2 separate regions of the Arabidopsis thaliana genome follow, and region 2 is linked to region 1. Evidence: chromatin contacts called from public ChIA-PET data. All regions are on one chromosome and are shown on one strand. Each heading gives the region's core, a stretch centred on a gene start, on an enhancer-like site or on the middle of the called end of the contact. The rest is flanking DNA. Distances are from core to core; before and after follow the strand shown.

The links. ChIA-PET counts read pairs in DNA pulled down with a chosen protein or histone mark.
Region 2: a contact with region 1 is called in an H3K4me3 ChIA-PET map of shoot, with 10 read pairs. The contact joins the promoter of AT2G34930 here to the promoter of MEE22 in region 1. A contact is called at or near these places in 2 of 26 Hi-C or Micro-C datasets (root and shoot), 1 of 2 datasets of contacts at active chromatin or transcription factors (shoot) and 2 of 3 other capture datasets (root and shoot).

The regions. Positions count from the first base shown.
Region 1 is chr2:14,663,948-14,671,160 of TAIR10.1, forward strand. It overlaps MEE22 (maternal effect embryo arrest 22), which reads left to right and starts at 4,509. Exons shown (of 8, transcript NM_179906.3): 1 at 4,509-4,762; 2 at 4,850-4,964; 3 at 5,243-6,396; 4 at 6,667-7,213. The coding sequence starts at 4,706. It overlaps FAH1 (ferulic acid 5-hydroxylase 1), which reads left to right and starts at 1,720. Exons shown (of 7, transcript NM_129030.2): 1 at 1,720-1,943; 2 at 2,814-2,879; 3 at 3,032-3,124; 4 at 3,233-3,429; 5 at 3,563-3,668; 6 at 3,746-3,892; 7 at 3,995-4,303. The coding sequence starts at 2,829. The coding sequence ends at 4,114. It overlaps AT2G08680 (a long non-coding RNA gene), which reads right to left and starts at 3,624. Exons shown (of 1, transcript NR_140388.1): 1 at 3,408-3,624. AT2G34750 (RNA polymerase I specific transcription initiation factor RRN3 protein) reads right to left here and starts at 457. Exons shown (of 16, transcript NM_179905.4): 1 at 189-457. It also overlaps the pseudogene AT2G34760.
Region 2 is chr2:14,737,137-14,744,349 of TAIR10.1, forward strand. AT2G34930 (disease resistance family protein / LRR family protein) reads right to left here and starts at 2,768. Exons shown (of 1, transcript NM_129046.3): 1 at 1-2,768. The coding sequence starts at 2,750. The coding sequence ends at 33. VSR5 (VACUOLAR SORTING RECEPTOR 5) reads left to right here and starts at 3,212. Exons shown (of 12, transcript NM_129047.4): 1 at 3,212-3,658; 2 at 3,815-4,501; 3 at 4,591-4,679; 4 at 4,751-4,820; 5 at 4,892-4,975; 6 at 5,055-5,131; 7 at 5,217-5,298; 8 at 5,379-5,461; 9 at 5,540-5,603; 10 at 5,692-5,820; 11 at 5,892-5,998; 12 at 6,092-6,281. The coding sequence starts at 3,361. The coding sequence ends at 6,178. CAT5 (cationic amino acid transporter 5) reads right to left here. Exons shown (of 1, transcript NM_129048.3): 1 at 6,861-7,213. The coding sequence ends at 7,039. AT2G34950 (a tRNA gene) reads right to left here and starts at 6,412; the gene lies at 6,339-6,412. It also overlaps AT2G00870.

The sequences.
Region 1 (7,213 bases), core at 3,259-5,758:
CAATATCTGGAAAAGTCTCTGAATTTAGACTAAATGTTAAGTATTGAAGCTATATAGACTATCAGCTGCGAAAATAGGGAAAGGAGAGCTATAAGAATCGATGTAACCAAGTAAAATCTCCATTGATTACAGATTTTACAAGAGAAAACTAGTATAAAGACACAAAATACGACGGTGAGAGAACTCACGAGGATGAATAATTGAAAGGGTCCGTCAGCTCAGGGAAACCCTTGTCACTGTCCCGTTCTGATAATTCCGGCCTTCGTTTTTTACTCCTTCGCTATGGTTTTTTCTTGGAGAAGAAAAATAGAGAAGGAGCAGATTCTGATGAAAGACGGCGATAATCGATAAATAATAGGAGACGTTTAGGGTTCACACTTACTTTTTCCTATTTCTTTAATTCCATCTTTTTTTTTCTTCACTATTGTCGTCATTACATCAAATTTTGTTTTCTATGTTTCTGTCGTGTGACAAACACAAATTTTTACTTAATTTAAGTAAGTGAACTATAGACATTATTTTTGGTTAATTGGTCTACTTTGATTGCTCACATAACCATAACTAAATAAGACCAAACCAGATATATATAAACCAAAACGAGAAAAGATTAGGGCCAACACACATACAAATTAGTTTCTCATTACAATTTTTACACCCAAAACAACAGACAAAAGAGCAATCAAAGCCAGCGGATACGAAAAGAAAACAACTCCATTTAAAGATCTAAAAATCTCAAGCATCGAGGTCAGCATCTTCATCCATCTCCTCTTTATACTCCTCTTCATCAGCTGTAGCATCTTGATATTGCTGATACTCAGCCACAAGATCGTTCATGTTACTCTCTGCTTCATTAAACTCCATCTCGTCCATTCCTTCTTCTGTGTACCAATGCAAGAAAGCTTATCTCAACATCAGGCTGATATAACCAATATCTTACTTCTTTTACATTTGTGAAATGGAACCAACCCATTTTTCTGGAAAAAGTGCTAACCAAACATTTGATTAACCGTATCACTACTACTTTCATTTCTATCTTCTGTTTCATTATGCTGACTATTTAAGCTCCGTTGTCAAATCTCTAAGTTAGACATAAAAGACAAAGACTAATCAATTGTCATCACACCAGCGTCGTCGAGTGAGCTATATTAATCGTGGATTTTAAGCATTAAAGAAACATTCTATAGTACTAAAGCAAATAAAATAATTATAATCAAACACTATGCTTGACACTGGTCACGTGTACTGGTAGTGAATGATTCTACATCATAAGAGGCCGCATCAAAATCCTAAAAATAAGCATAATGAATTAATCATTTACAAATTTTATTTTACTCAATAAGAAAATCGAAAGTATGATTATTATCTAGCTGCCACAATCTTCGAATTTAATATTTACTCAAGAAGAGACCGACTTTAATCCTTGACTTTCTCATTGCTCTATGGAAAATGATTAAAGCAGTCAATAAAATCTTTTGACATTGTTGGCAGAAGACCAATAATTCGAAGTCTAAAATGTAATCGTCCACACAGTGTATGAGTATCCTAGTATTTTTTTTCTTTTCCATATAAGTTGAATTTGTAATATATATAGTGTAATGTTGTTTATTTGTGGCAACGTACAAAATTGGGAATCCTATAAGTGCGACGACAAGTGACAAGACGAGGCTATGAACAGCTAATGTATGAAGAGAGCCAAAAGAGCAACAACCTGGCACAGCCGTTGTTTTTTTTGAATATATTGACGATTCGTTGGCCTCCGAGATCTAAGGCATCTCTCACAATCAACGGTCCAGATTCCATCTAGAAGATATATTACACCGACCTTGTTTTCTCTATCTAATTCTCACACACACACCAACGCAAACCTCCAAAACAGGGCCGGGGCGATTCATTCACAATCTCGGCGATTCTCTCTTCCGTCTCGAGTCGCTGAGATCCATCAGGTTCGTTTCTATTCGAATCTATTCTCTTGAATCCGTATTTGTTTCCTTTCCTCTCTAGATAGATTTCATTTTTCTGGAAACATTGAGATTTCCATTGATTTGATGTTTAGTGGTTTAGATCGGATAATTTTTGTTATTGACTCTCAAAAAACGAATCATAACTATCTTAAAACTTTGTTTACGCATTGTTATTGAAGGCTAAATAAAAAATGCTCAATTGTTGCTAGAAAGGAAGGTGTCTCGAAAACATGTGAATTTATTTTTTGAGCCTCATTGTTTCTCACTGCAACAATAGTGAATGATTCAATTGAAAAGAACTTTTGGTTAAGCCATTTTTCTCTTTAATAGATTATGTGTCTCAACTCAATTAGGAACTGTGTGTTTTTTTGTTTCCTTGATGTTAACTTGTGAGTTGATTTATTTGGGTAGTTTACTTGTATATATATTTGGTGGTGGGTCCTGGAGGGAAATGAGTGAGAGGGAGCTCTGTTCATACATTCTATGTTTTTAAATGATTAGTATTTTTCTTTCATCTAATACTTGCTTTTTGTGCTAGGAATTTCGATTTTTGGGACTAATTTATCGAGTATATATAATTGGATAAGTGAGTTTGGTATTAATATTAAGAGCAATTAGGTTGGTTATCTTGCCAAACAGTAGACCCCTGTCGTTTTCTTAGTCATTTAAGAAGTAATGCTTAAGATTCAGGCCTCTAATCTGGTTATGATAGTGAAGAGGATCTGTAAATTTACCTATACGACCTGTTGAAAAGGACCTCTGGTGTTTGTTACTATGCGTTTCTGATCAATATAGACATAGTTGGATCATATTCTTCTCTTGATCGTCTGTTTCATTTTTTTTCAAAATCAGTAAAAGGTCTGCAAAATGGTTGCTCAGGGATTCACTGTGGATCTTAAAAAGCCCCTTGTATTTCAGGTAATTACTGTTTCCCAGGGTTTTAAATAGTTTATGTCAACATTTTCCTTGAGACCATAGTCACCCAAGATTGTCTTCGTTTCTTTCTTAGAGCTAATCAAAGTAACGCTCTCTCTTTAACCCCTCCTGCCATTGCTTTGGATGTTTTACAGGTTGGTCATCTTGGAGAAGATTATGAGGAATGGGTTCACCAACCTATCGCGACCAAGGAAGGCCCTCGGTTTTTTCAGAGTGACTTTTGGGAGGTATATATTTTATTTTCATCTTTTCTCATTCTCAATTTCCAATATCAATAATAAGCAATGTCAATGAGACTCTGATCTCCATTCTCTGACGTATTTGCAATGAAACAGTTCTTGACACTTACAGTTTGGTGGGCAGTTCCTGTCATTTGGTTGCCAGTTGTAGTCTGGTGCATATCAAGGTCAGTAAGTATGGGATGTTCACTTCCAGAAATCGTCCCAATTGTTGTCATGGGAATATTCATCTGGACATTTTTTGAATACGTTCTTCACCGGTTCGTTTTCCACATAAAAACGAAGAGTTACTGGTTAGTCACTTTCTCCCTCTCTCTGTGTTACATTTCATAGAGACAGTACTCTCCTATGAATCCTCCTCAAACAGACAAATTCCTGGAAACATGACTTCGGTCAGATGCTAATGATTTTGTGAAACCACTCCAGGGGAAACACTGCACACTATCTTATTCACGGATGCCATCATAAGCACCCGATGGACCACCTTCGGCTCGTCTTTCCTCCTACTGCAACAGCGATTTTATGCTTTCCGGTATTTATCTACATTAACCCACCATTCTACATGTTTTCAGCGCCAACCCTAAACCGTTTTCTTTTCTTGTGTCCTAGTTCTGGAACATTGCGAAGGCTATCTCAACTCCTTCAACCGCACCTGCATTGTTTGGTGGAGGCATGCTCGGATATGTGATGTACGATGTCACTCATTATTACCTTCACCATGCCCAACCTACTAGACCAGTGACCAAAAATCTCAAGGTAAAACAATGTCAAGTCTCAAAACCTGGGACTTTCTTTTCTTTTGTATCCGGATTGCATAAAGAGAGCTTATTTGTTATGTTTTTTCTTATGATTCTGCAGAAGTACCATTTGAATCATCACTTCAGGATTCAGGACAAAGGATTTGGTATAACTTCGTCGTTATGGGACATAGTCTTTGGGACACTTCCCACCACAAAAGCCCCCAGAAAAGAGCAATAGTAGTAAAAGGCAAAAACTAAAAAGATGTTTGTAATACATTTAATTTAATCTTAAGTTATTAATCATCCTTCTGAATTTTGAGATGTTTAATCTGAGGTTTCATTTGGATCACTGTCTTTTGTAGTTTGTAAATCAATACTTCACAATCCTAATATAATATTTTTCTGCGAAAGCAATAAAAAATCTACTAACATGAACATCTGTGTCTTGACTTTGGCCATATATATATTTCTTGAATTGACAGACATTTTGCAATAAATATCCGAAGTTTAAAAAAGACAACCAAATATGGGAAGAGAAACTAAAAATTAAAAAAAATCGTTATTGGGCTGGGCCTGGGTAAAGAAATAAAATCAACACTCACTCACCGACCCGCCCGGAAATCCAAATCGCTCGAGGTCTAATCTGACTCCTCCTCGATTCCTTCTTCTCAAACTGACTGCACTCTTCCTTCTTTCTTCTGCTCACTGAAAATTAGGGTTTAGGGTTTTTGATTTTCGTTCTCTATTAGTTTCTCCCCCTCACTCTCATGGCGATGAATTTTCAATTTATGTGAGATTTTATTCCACAATCGGAATAATTTTCCTGGCAATGGCGACGACCAATGCTCCACCTGAGCTAGCTTCAGGAAACCCTTGCTGCCTCGCTGTATGTATTCGATTTTTGTCCATTTATGTTGTTTAGTGCTTTTCTTCAAAGAAATCTTATTCTCGTCTTCCTTTGATTGTATTTCAGTGGCAAGGGAAGTACATAGGAATGAAGAAGAGGCGAGATGCTTTTAAAGAAGGAGTAACTCTTCTCCAGAAGGCTATAGAAAATGTTAATGCTGAAAAATCCAATCTCGAGAGAAGTAAGTTCCTTTTACTCCTTGTGGCAGAGATTAGCTCGCTCCCTTTTGATGTGTTGTGTTTCTGTTACTGATTAATTTTGTTTATGGTACATGATCCATTGTTATGCCTTTGATTTGATGTAGCTAATTCTCCAATTGATGATTCTTTGGCGATTATGATTGAATTATGGTATGCTTTAAAACTGGGCTTTGTGGCTTGGTTGGAAAGATGTTGTTGTTACTACAGTTCCAAATCTTAATTTTGATTTTTTTACTGGTCTATCTGCTGAATCCTACAGAATTTGGGGAGATGGCGACTGACGGAGATACTAAGGAAAATGGTTCAACTGTGAAAGCATCTTTGGAGAAAGAAATATCTCGTTTGAAGTTTGAGATAGTGTCTTTGCAACAAAAACTGGAGCGGAACCTTAAAGAAAAAAGTGAAGAAACAAAGCTTCTTCAGGATCAAGCTTCTGGTCGAGAAAAGGAGATCAATGAACTGAGGGATCTCCTTAAGAAAGAAACATTAAGGGCAGATAGTTCTGAAGAAGAGAGGGAACATGCTTTTAAGGAACTGAACAAGGCAAAGGCTCTGATAGTAAAAGATGAGGAAATCGAGCAAGATATTCCTGAAGTAAAAAGGGAAATAAGTCTGGTTAAAAATCTTCTTGCTAGTGAGAGACAGAAGACAGAGTCAGAGAGGAAGAAAGCAGAATCAGAGAAAAAGAAAGCTGATAAGTATCTTTCGGAGTTGGAGGTGTTAAGAAATTCAGCTCATAAGACTAGTTCTGATTTACTTACTTTGACCTCCAATCTTGAGACTGTAAAAAAGCAGCTTGAGCTTGAAAAACAGAAGACACTGAAAGAGAAAAAACGTGCAGATATGGAGAGTGCAAAAGCTAGGGACCAGATGAAGCTGGCAGAAGATGTGTCTAAGAAGTTTGAAATCGTTAGAGCAAGAAATGAAGAGCTCAAGAAAGAAATGGAATCGCAGACCGCTAGTAGCCAAGTGAAGTTTGCTGAAAACTCGGAAAAGCTGGAAGAGAAGATAAGGCTCCTTGAGATGAATAAAAAAACAGCCATGGACTGGAAATCTCGTACTGATGATCTGACTCAACAGTTACAAGAAGCGCAATTAGTCGCTGAAGGTTTGAAGAAACAAGTGCATGAGCTTTCACTTTCCCAGAAATCCATCAAGACTCACTCTATTTCTCCTCAGAAAGTCAGAGACCTGGAAAAGGCTGAAATGAGGCTTTTGAAAAAAAAGATGAAGTTTGAGAGAAATTGTGCAAAACACTCCCAAACAGTGGCTAAATTTGAAAAGTTTCGAAGGGAATTTCAGTGCGAAGAGCTAGGTCGGTTGAAACTGGAGTTCGGTAGTCTTACGAATCGCATGAATCTACTGGATGAGTATTTTTCAACAGACGTTGAAGGTACAGCTGGCCTTGGAAAGGTTTGTTTCTGCCATAGTTTTTGTACACTTTGTCTCCTTATCGTTATTTGAAAATTGGCTTGATGACCATAGACATGTTATGAAATTTGATACATAGAAGGTGAATCTGACTATAGAAGATGACAACCCAAAAAAATGTTTTAATATTTGGAATAGTGACCTTTATCTTAACATGGTTTATTTACAGCATCATACCACTTTTATACGTTGCTGTTTTTGATTATTTTAATTCCTTTTTAGTCTCCTTATGCTCATCTTATTGCTATGCAGGCTACAGGATGCAGGAAACTGCTGACGCTAAATTCACAGAAGAACCGTAATGGTGAAAAGCATTCTGACGCAAGATGCAAATTGGTAGCCAGCTCAGGTTATCAGGAGCAGGCTTGCAAGTTGTCTGCCCACTTAATTTCTAAATCTGGACGGGGCGTGAGTGAGTCTGTCTCAGGTACTATTTCTCAATTGGAGTCTCCTACTGGAGGCTCTAGAAAATTACCGAGTTCTGGAGTAATTTCCAGCGCAACATCTTTTTCTGATGGGCAGTTACTGGCATCACAGGGAAGAGAGCAGTTCTCTGTTACTACTTCAGCAGAAATAGCAAAAGATAAACCGAATATCCAACCAACAAAATCAAGTATGCTCCAAAAGATCTCCGATACCAGTAAAAATGGAAATCTCTGTTTGGTGGCAGAAAACTATCTTCAAAGGTGTCAGAGAGATATTCATGAGAACTCTCGGAAAAGAAAAAGAATGTTAGAGGCAGTTGTGTCCCATAAGCATCTGGCATCTGGTGATAAAAAGAAAAATTTGCCGATTGGAG
Region 2 (7,213 bases), core at 1,518-4,017, 71 kb after region 1:
CTTCCTTATGCTCAATTCACTACAACATTTTGCTATTTAATGTCTTTTGGACATTTTTTAGGAAGTGGTTTCCCACAGAGTAATTCATTTCCAATGTAAATGGATGGATCTTGAAACTTGAGAAGCTTAGGTATGCTCCCCTCCAGTTTATTGAACGAAAGATTCAGCCTTTGCAGAGAAGATATTGCTGCGAAGCTCTGAGGTATGGCTCCAGAAAACTTGTTTTTTGATAGATCAAGCGTCTCCAAGCGACTCAGTTCTGATATTTTCTCGGGAATGCTTCCTGCCATGGAGTTTCTTGATAAATTCAGGATTCGGAGATACAAGAGGCCTAAGATTTCTCTTGGGATCTCTCCGCTTATGTTGTTCCCTGAAAGATTTATGCTATTGGCTATGGCTTCGTATTCACGAGCTCTGGTCACAATGAAGACTAGATTCTGGAACACCTCATTGTTTGTACCTCGAGCAATGGCTGTGAGATTGCTGATGCATTTTGGAATAGGGCCCGAGATTTTGTTTCCGGAGAGGTCCAGAATGCGTAGATTTGGAACGTTGCAGAGATCATCTGGGATTTGACCAGTGAAGGAGTTACTTTGCAGACGAAGCATGAATAGAGAAGACAGCTTTCCTACCCATGAAGGAAGCTTCCCGGTCAGCTTGTTTCCTCCGAGATCTATGTTCGTAAGGCCAGAACAATTCCGAAGACTCTCTGGGATTTTACCTTCCAACGAATTTTGGTTCAGAAGCAAGACGCTGAGAGAAGGTAACATACCAAGAGACTCTGGTATTTCGCCTGATAAGTTATTCTCAGACACGTCAATTCCCCAAAGCATGAACTGACGGTGCCAACATTTTGGAAAACTACCAGAGAAATGGTTCTTCCTCAGTGACAGAATTTGCAGTCCGGAGACTTCACATAGAGACGATGGGATGTTGCCTGTGAAGCTGTTGCTAAAGAGGTAGATCTTCTCCATTCTTGGCATCAAGACGTCAATGTTTTGTGGAAGAGAACCCGAGAAGTTGTTCTCGTAAAGACGCAGCTCTGTTGCGTTTGTAGACCAGAGAGGAAAAGTGCCTTCAAAGTTGTTGGAGCTCAAATCAATGGTGTTTAACTTTGGGAACGCAAGCTTTTGAGGTAATCTACCTTTGATTCTGTTGTTTGCTAGAATTAGGTAAGTAACTTTAGAAGAGATTCCAGAGAACCAGCTATCCGGTATTGTATCTTCAATACCAGTGTTTCTGAGTGTGACAAAGTTGAGCTTGGTTTGTACTTGGAGCCACATTGGAAACAGACCGATCCGACAGTTCTCGATTTGGATCAACTCCAGTCTGAAAGGAGGAATCCAAGTAGATGGTAACTTGAAGACAAGAGATCTGTATGGTTCAGTTGTTAGACGGATGCTTTTCAAGCTTCTGAGATTCACGAAATGTGACTTTTGCAGAACGCCTCCCCATGTATTCGCCATCAAGTTCAGATCCACAAGCTCTGCAAGCTGCCCCAAGCTTTCCGCAATTGTCCCGTTCATGGCATTGTTAGAAAGATCAAGTTTCTTCAGTGACGCCATGTTTCCTATCGAGGAAGGGACCGAACCCGTGAAGGAATTCGATGAAAGATCCAGAGTCTGCAGATTCCTCAACGATCCAAGTGACTCGGGCAATGTCCCAGCTAACTTGTTGGAACTGAGATCGAGAAAGACCAAGCTGTTTCCTTTGTTTCTGGAGAAGGCGTCTAGAAACCCATGGATTTGACCGTTGAGTTCGTTTGCAGAAAGGTCAAGAAACTTCAGTTGAGGAAGGTCTCCAAGAACCGATGGAATCTCGCCTTGTAGTGCCAGATTATTCGACAGATCAAGTGTCTCTAGAAGCTTCAAGTTCTTGAACCCCGTAGGAATCGAACCCTGGAGAAAATCCCATCTGAGGAATAGCTTTCTGAGGTTGGTAAGACCAAATAGCCAGTTAGGTATCGGCGAATTGAGAGAGTTTTCAGACAAATCAAGAACTTCAAGGAGCTTCAGATCCGCAGACGAAGACAAGGTGGGAGGTAAGTTCTTGAGCTCACTATTGAACAAATGCAACTCCTTTAGCGCCGAGATTCTGCTGAAATCCTGTAACCAGGTTTCACCCGCACCACTTAGATTTACATACCCCATGTTGAGATACTTCAGGGAAGAAGACAGACTTGAAAGCCACCGGAGATTGCTTGCGCGCAATGATAATGTACCAGAGTCACCAAACGACTCTGCATACAGATCAAGAGACTCCAGCTTCGACAAATTTCCAAGACTCGTTGGGATTTCGCCGGAAAACGATGAGGAAGAAAGATTCAGGTACCTTAGACTAACAATTTGGCCAATAAACTCAGGAATCTCTAGTTCATTGAAATCATTTGAACTCAAGTCCAGATAGCTCAAGAACTTGAGTTGAGTCAAAGACGGATGTATCTTCCCTCGCAAGGAACCTCTTTTATACTCATCAGAGCGAACATCTTGACTCGGGTTTCTGAGATCAATCTTGACAACGTGGCTGGTCCGAGCATCGCAAAGAACACCGGGCCAGTTGCAGCAGTCAGGTCCGGACCAAGAAAAGAGCCTACTCGAAAGATCAGTTAGTGCTGCTCTGAAGGTGAGAAGAGCTTGCCGCTCGGTGGATATGCATTTCGGACTAGCTGCAGATCCGTAATTAAGATTTTTGAGAAGTAAAATGAGAATCAGAAAAGAGATGAAGAAGCTAGGCCTTAGCTTGAGGTCCATACTTGAAGCTATGTTTGTGTTGTTTCTTTTCTCAGACGTTTAGATATATATATGTTCAAACGCGGACATATTAGACCAGCATTGTATGTATATACATATACAAATTGAATATATGTATACAAATATACGTGTATATCTTTAACAAATACGACACGGTTTATATCAATGTATAAAATACGAAAATGGAAACGTGTTATTTTGGCTGGTGCGCATTGAAGTTAGTGCAAATCGATATTTGAGCATCATTCACTCACATGGCTCGTGTGGGGTTGTATTTGACTACCACTCGTTAATTTTTTCATTTTTTTTATTTAACACCGACCTTCATTTTTCTTTCTTTCTATAATAGCAATTACAATATTTTAAATTGGGACTTTTAATGGGCTAATGAGGCCCATTAAGGATTTTTGAAAGCCTCCCAAATTTTAATTTTAAATTTGCCTCTCCGTTAATAATTGGTTAGAGAACAATAATCATCAGAGAAACATTCGAAACAGTAGTTGCAGAGTCATGGTAGCTCCGCTGACTCTGCCAACTCGTCGTCTCTTCCGTATACATTAAGGTTCAGCTCAGTTTTTCTCGGGAAAAAGAGATTCTTTTGTCGAAAAGAATGTCTCCGAGCAATAAAGGAACCGTCTTGGCTCTGATTCTAGCGTTGACCATGGTGGTGGTCAACGGGTTTTCATCGAGATTCTTCGTGGAGAAAAGCAGCTTGACGGTCCTTAACTCATGGGAAATGGGAGCTAAGCACGACGCGGCCATAGCAAACTTTGGTCTCCCAAAGTACGGCGGTTTCATGATCGGCTCTGTGGTCTACGCAGGCCAAGACGCTTACGGATGCAACTCTTTCAACAAAACCTTCAATACCAAGTCTCCTTATCCCAAAATTCTCCTCATTGATCGTGGAGGTATAATCCGAGAGTTCATAGTGACATTTTCAACAAGAATATGATTGAAAGTTTGAAACTACTTTTTTTGTTACCATTGTGATTGAAGTTTAGTTCTGATAGATTTGAAGGGTTTGTATCTTTGTTAACCGACTCTACAATGTTTTTCATTTTTAGTGTGTAACTTTGCTTTGAAGATATGGAACGGACAACAATCCGGCGCAGCGGCTGTTCTTTTAGCAGATAACATTGTTGAGCCATTGATAACAATGGATACACCCCAAGATGAAGATCCTGACTTTATAGACAAAGTCAAGATCCCATCAGCTTTAATCCTTCGCTCTTTCGGTGATAGCCTCAAGAAAGCTCTTAAAAGAGGTGAGGAGGTAATCTTGAAGATGGATTGGAGTGAGTCTATACCAAACCCTGATGAGAGAGTTGAGTATGAGCTATGGGCTAATACTAATGATGAATGTGGTGTACACTGCGATAAACAGATAGATTTCATTAAGAACTTTAAGGGAATGGCTCAGATTCTTGAAAAAGGCGGTTATACTTTGTTCAGACCTCACTACATTTCTTGGGTTTGTCCCAAAGAGCTTCTACTTAGCAAGCAGTGTAGGACTCAGTGTATAAACCAAGGGAGGTATTGTGCTCTTGATACTAAGCAAGAATTTGAAGATGGATATAATGGGAAAGACGTCGTTTATGAGAATCTGAGGCAGTTATGTGTTCATAAAGTAGCTAAGGAGAAGAACACTTCTTGGGTTTGGTGGGACTATGTGACAGATTTTAACATCAGGTGTTCTATGAAGGAGAAGAAATACAGCAGAGAATGTGCAGAGACTATTGTGGAATCTCTCGGTAAAAAAGGTCCTTTTGTTTTCCTAGAGATGTCACAATCTGCTAGCAACTCTTTCTGTAACAGTTTCAGGGTTTTTCTTTTTCCTCAGGGCTGTCTCTTGAGAAGATCAAGAAATGCATTGGTGATCCTGATGCTGATGTAGAGAATGAAGTTCTAAAAGCCGAGGAAGCTTTTCAGGTTCGCAGTTTCTTCAAATTCACAGTCCATCAAGCTGTTATTTTTCCTTTGATGACATTTTGAAGTTACAGTTAGGCCAAGAGAATCGTGGCATTGTTACAATCTTTCCTACATTAATGATCAACAATGCTCAATATCGCGGTAAGCTCGTCCTTCTCACCGATAATCACAAAGTTTGACGGTTTTAGAATCTTAATCTGTTCCATGCTCAGGTAAACTGGAGAGAACCGCGGTGCTGAAGGCTATATGTTCAGGATTCAAGGAAAGAACAGAACCGTCAATATGTTTGAATTCAGGTCAAGTAACTTCCTAGATAAAGATAGTCGCATTCTGTGAAGAACACTCTTAATTTCTTTTTGATCCATTCTAAAACAGATATAGAGACCAATGAATGTCTTATAGAAAATGGAGGATGTTGGCAAGACAAAAGATCCAATGTAACTGCTTGCAAGGTATTTCGTGATAAGGAGCGGTATACCAATAACTTTATCAGTCTATATCATATCTTCTTTATTAGATTATATGAATTGTTTTCAGGACACATTTAGGGGAAGAGTATGTGAGTGCCCGGTTGTCGATGGTGTTCAATATAAAGGAGATGGTTATACCTCCTGCAAACGTATGTTTTTGAATCTTCTCTTTTTAATATATCTCATTGCACATTTTTGTTCAATGATCTTAACAAAGTTTGTGAAACAGCTTATGGACCTGCGAGATGTTCAATGAACAATGGAGACTGCTGGTCTGAAACCAGAAAGGGTCTAACTTTCTCTTCTTGTTCAGTTAAGTGACTGCTGCTTTTTCTTCCACTTTGCTGAAGTTTGAGACTTTTTCTTACCTTTTGTATTTGTTTGATGTAGGACTCAGAGACATCAGGATGTCGTTGCCCTCTAGGTTTCCTTGGAGATGGTCTAAAATGTGAAGGTGAAATTGTTTCGACAATTTGTCATAGTAACATCAGAGTTTCCTTGACATTGTCTCTGACCAATCTTTATTGCTTCCTAATAACTAGACATTGATGAATGCAAAGAGAAATCAGCTTGTAAATGTGATGGCTGCAAATGCAAGAACAATTGGGGAGGATATGAATGCAAATGTTCTAACAATAGTATCTACATGAAAGAAGAGGACACTTGTATCGGTATGTTGAAAACGATGTAAAACTATTTTCAGATATTATTAGAAGGAAAATCTCAATGTAAACATGTGCAGAGAGAAGAAGTGGATCAAGAAGCAGAGGGTTGTTCACAATTGTGGTTCTAACCGCCATCGCGGGTATCTCTTTAGGTGCTTATATATTCTACAAGTACCATCTTCAGGTAATGTCACTTTGCTACTAATTATTATGACTTACCCTTTGCATCAAACTCTAACGATCCTTTTATATATACATTAAAACTACAACTTTGCAGTCATACATGGATTCAGAGATCGTGTCCATTATGTCTCAGTACATACCACTCGATAGCCAAAGCATTAACCAAGACTCTTTTAAGTAAATATATAGGAACTCTTGTCATCTCAAATGAAGATTGTTGAATCTTGTTATATGGGTCCTTTTTGTAAAGAATCAAAATTTTGAGGCGTTTATTTAAGGATTTGAAAGATTTATGCAAAAAGTTTAAAATTACGTAAGTTAAAAACTAAAAAAGAGATTATTGCTTTCATTGAGAGTTGAACTCAAGACCTCCCGCTTACTAAACGGGTGCTCTAACCAACTGAGCTATGAAAGCTTTTGCTTACCTGTCCTGTTTTTAAATAAATATCCTTTCAAACATATGAATACAAGTACCATCTCTCTGCTCAGTGTTCGTCCTCCTCTGATCCTTCAAGTTCAATTTGTTTTTTCTGACCCTAAACGCTAATATTCCCTTGAGTTTTGACCTATATTTGGACCAATGACGTGGATTAGTTCATTCTTTAGAGTTCATCGTCAACGTACTGGTAAGTCTTTGTCTTCTTATGTTTCTGAATGCTGTGATGCTGTTGCTATCTTAATGCCACTTGCGTTGTACATTTTGATCAATGTAACTAATTTAGTAACAGATTTGAGATAACTGGATGAAGTCAATTTAGGTTGCAGAGGATTTCGAAACTGGTTGATTTGAACTCTAAATGACGAGAATGGAGCCTGAGAGAACAATTTTGCAACATAGTTTGGATTCAGTGTACTTAACTCTATTTCATGTTTTGATAAAGAGTCCTTGTGAAAAAGACTTTTCTTATATATACAAACTTTACTTTTTGCAGATTACAGAGAATACAGAACGAAGCAGTTCATGAAGAAAGCAGAATAACACTAGGGTGGAAGGAAGAGACCTTTTCAGAGGTTACATTTCTTCTCTGTTTTCCATAGTTGTTATGTTCTTGGCACAATTTGCTGATGAGCCATATCGAATGTTGCATGAAGACCAAGCAGGAAATAGTATAGTAACATGGCTAAAGTGCAAACACCAAACCTTACAAAAGCCATTGCTCCCAAAGATCCCATGAGAAAGATGTTTGTTGCTATTGATAAGCACGGGAGCCATGGC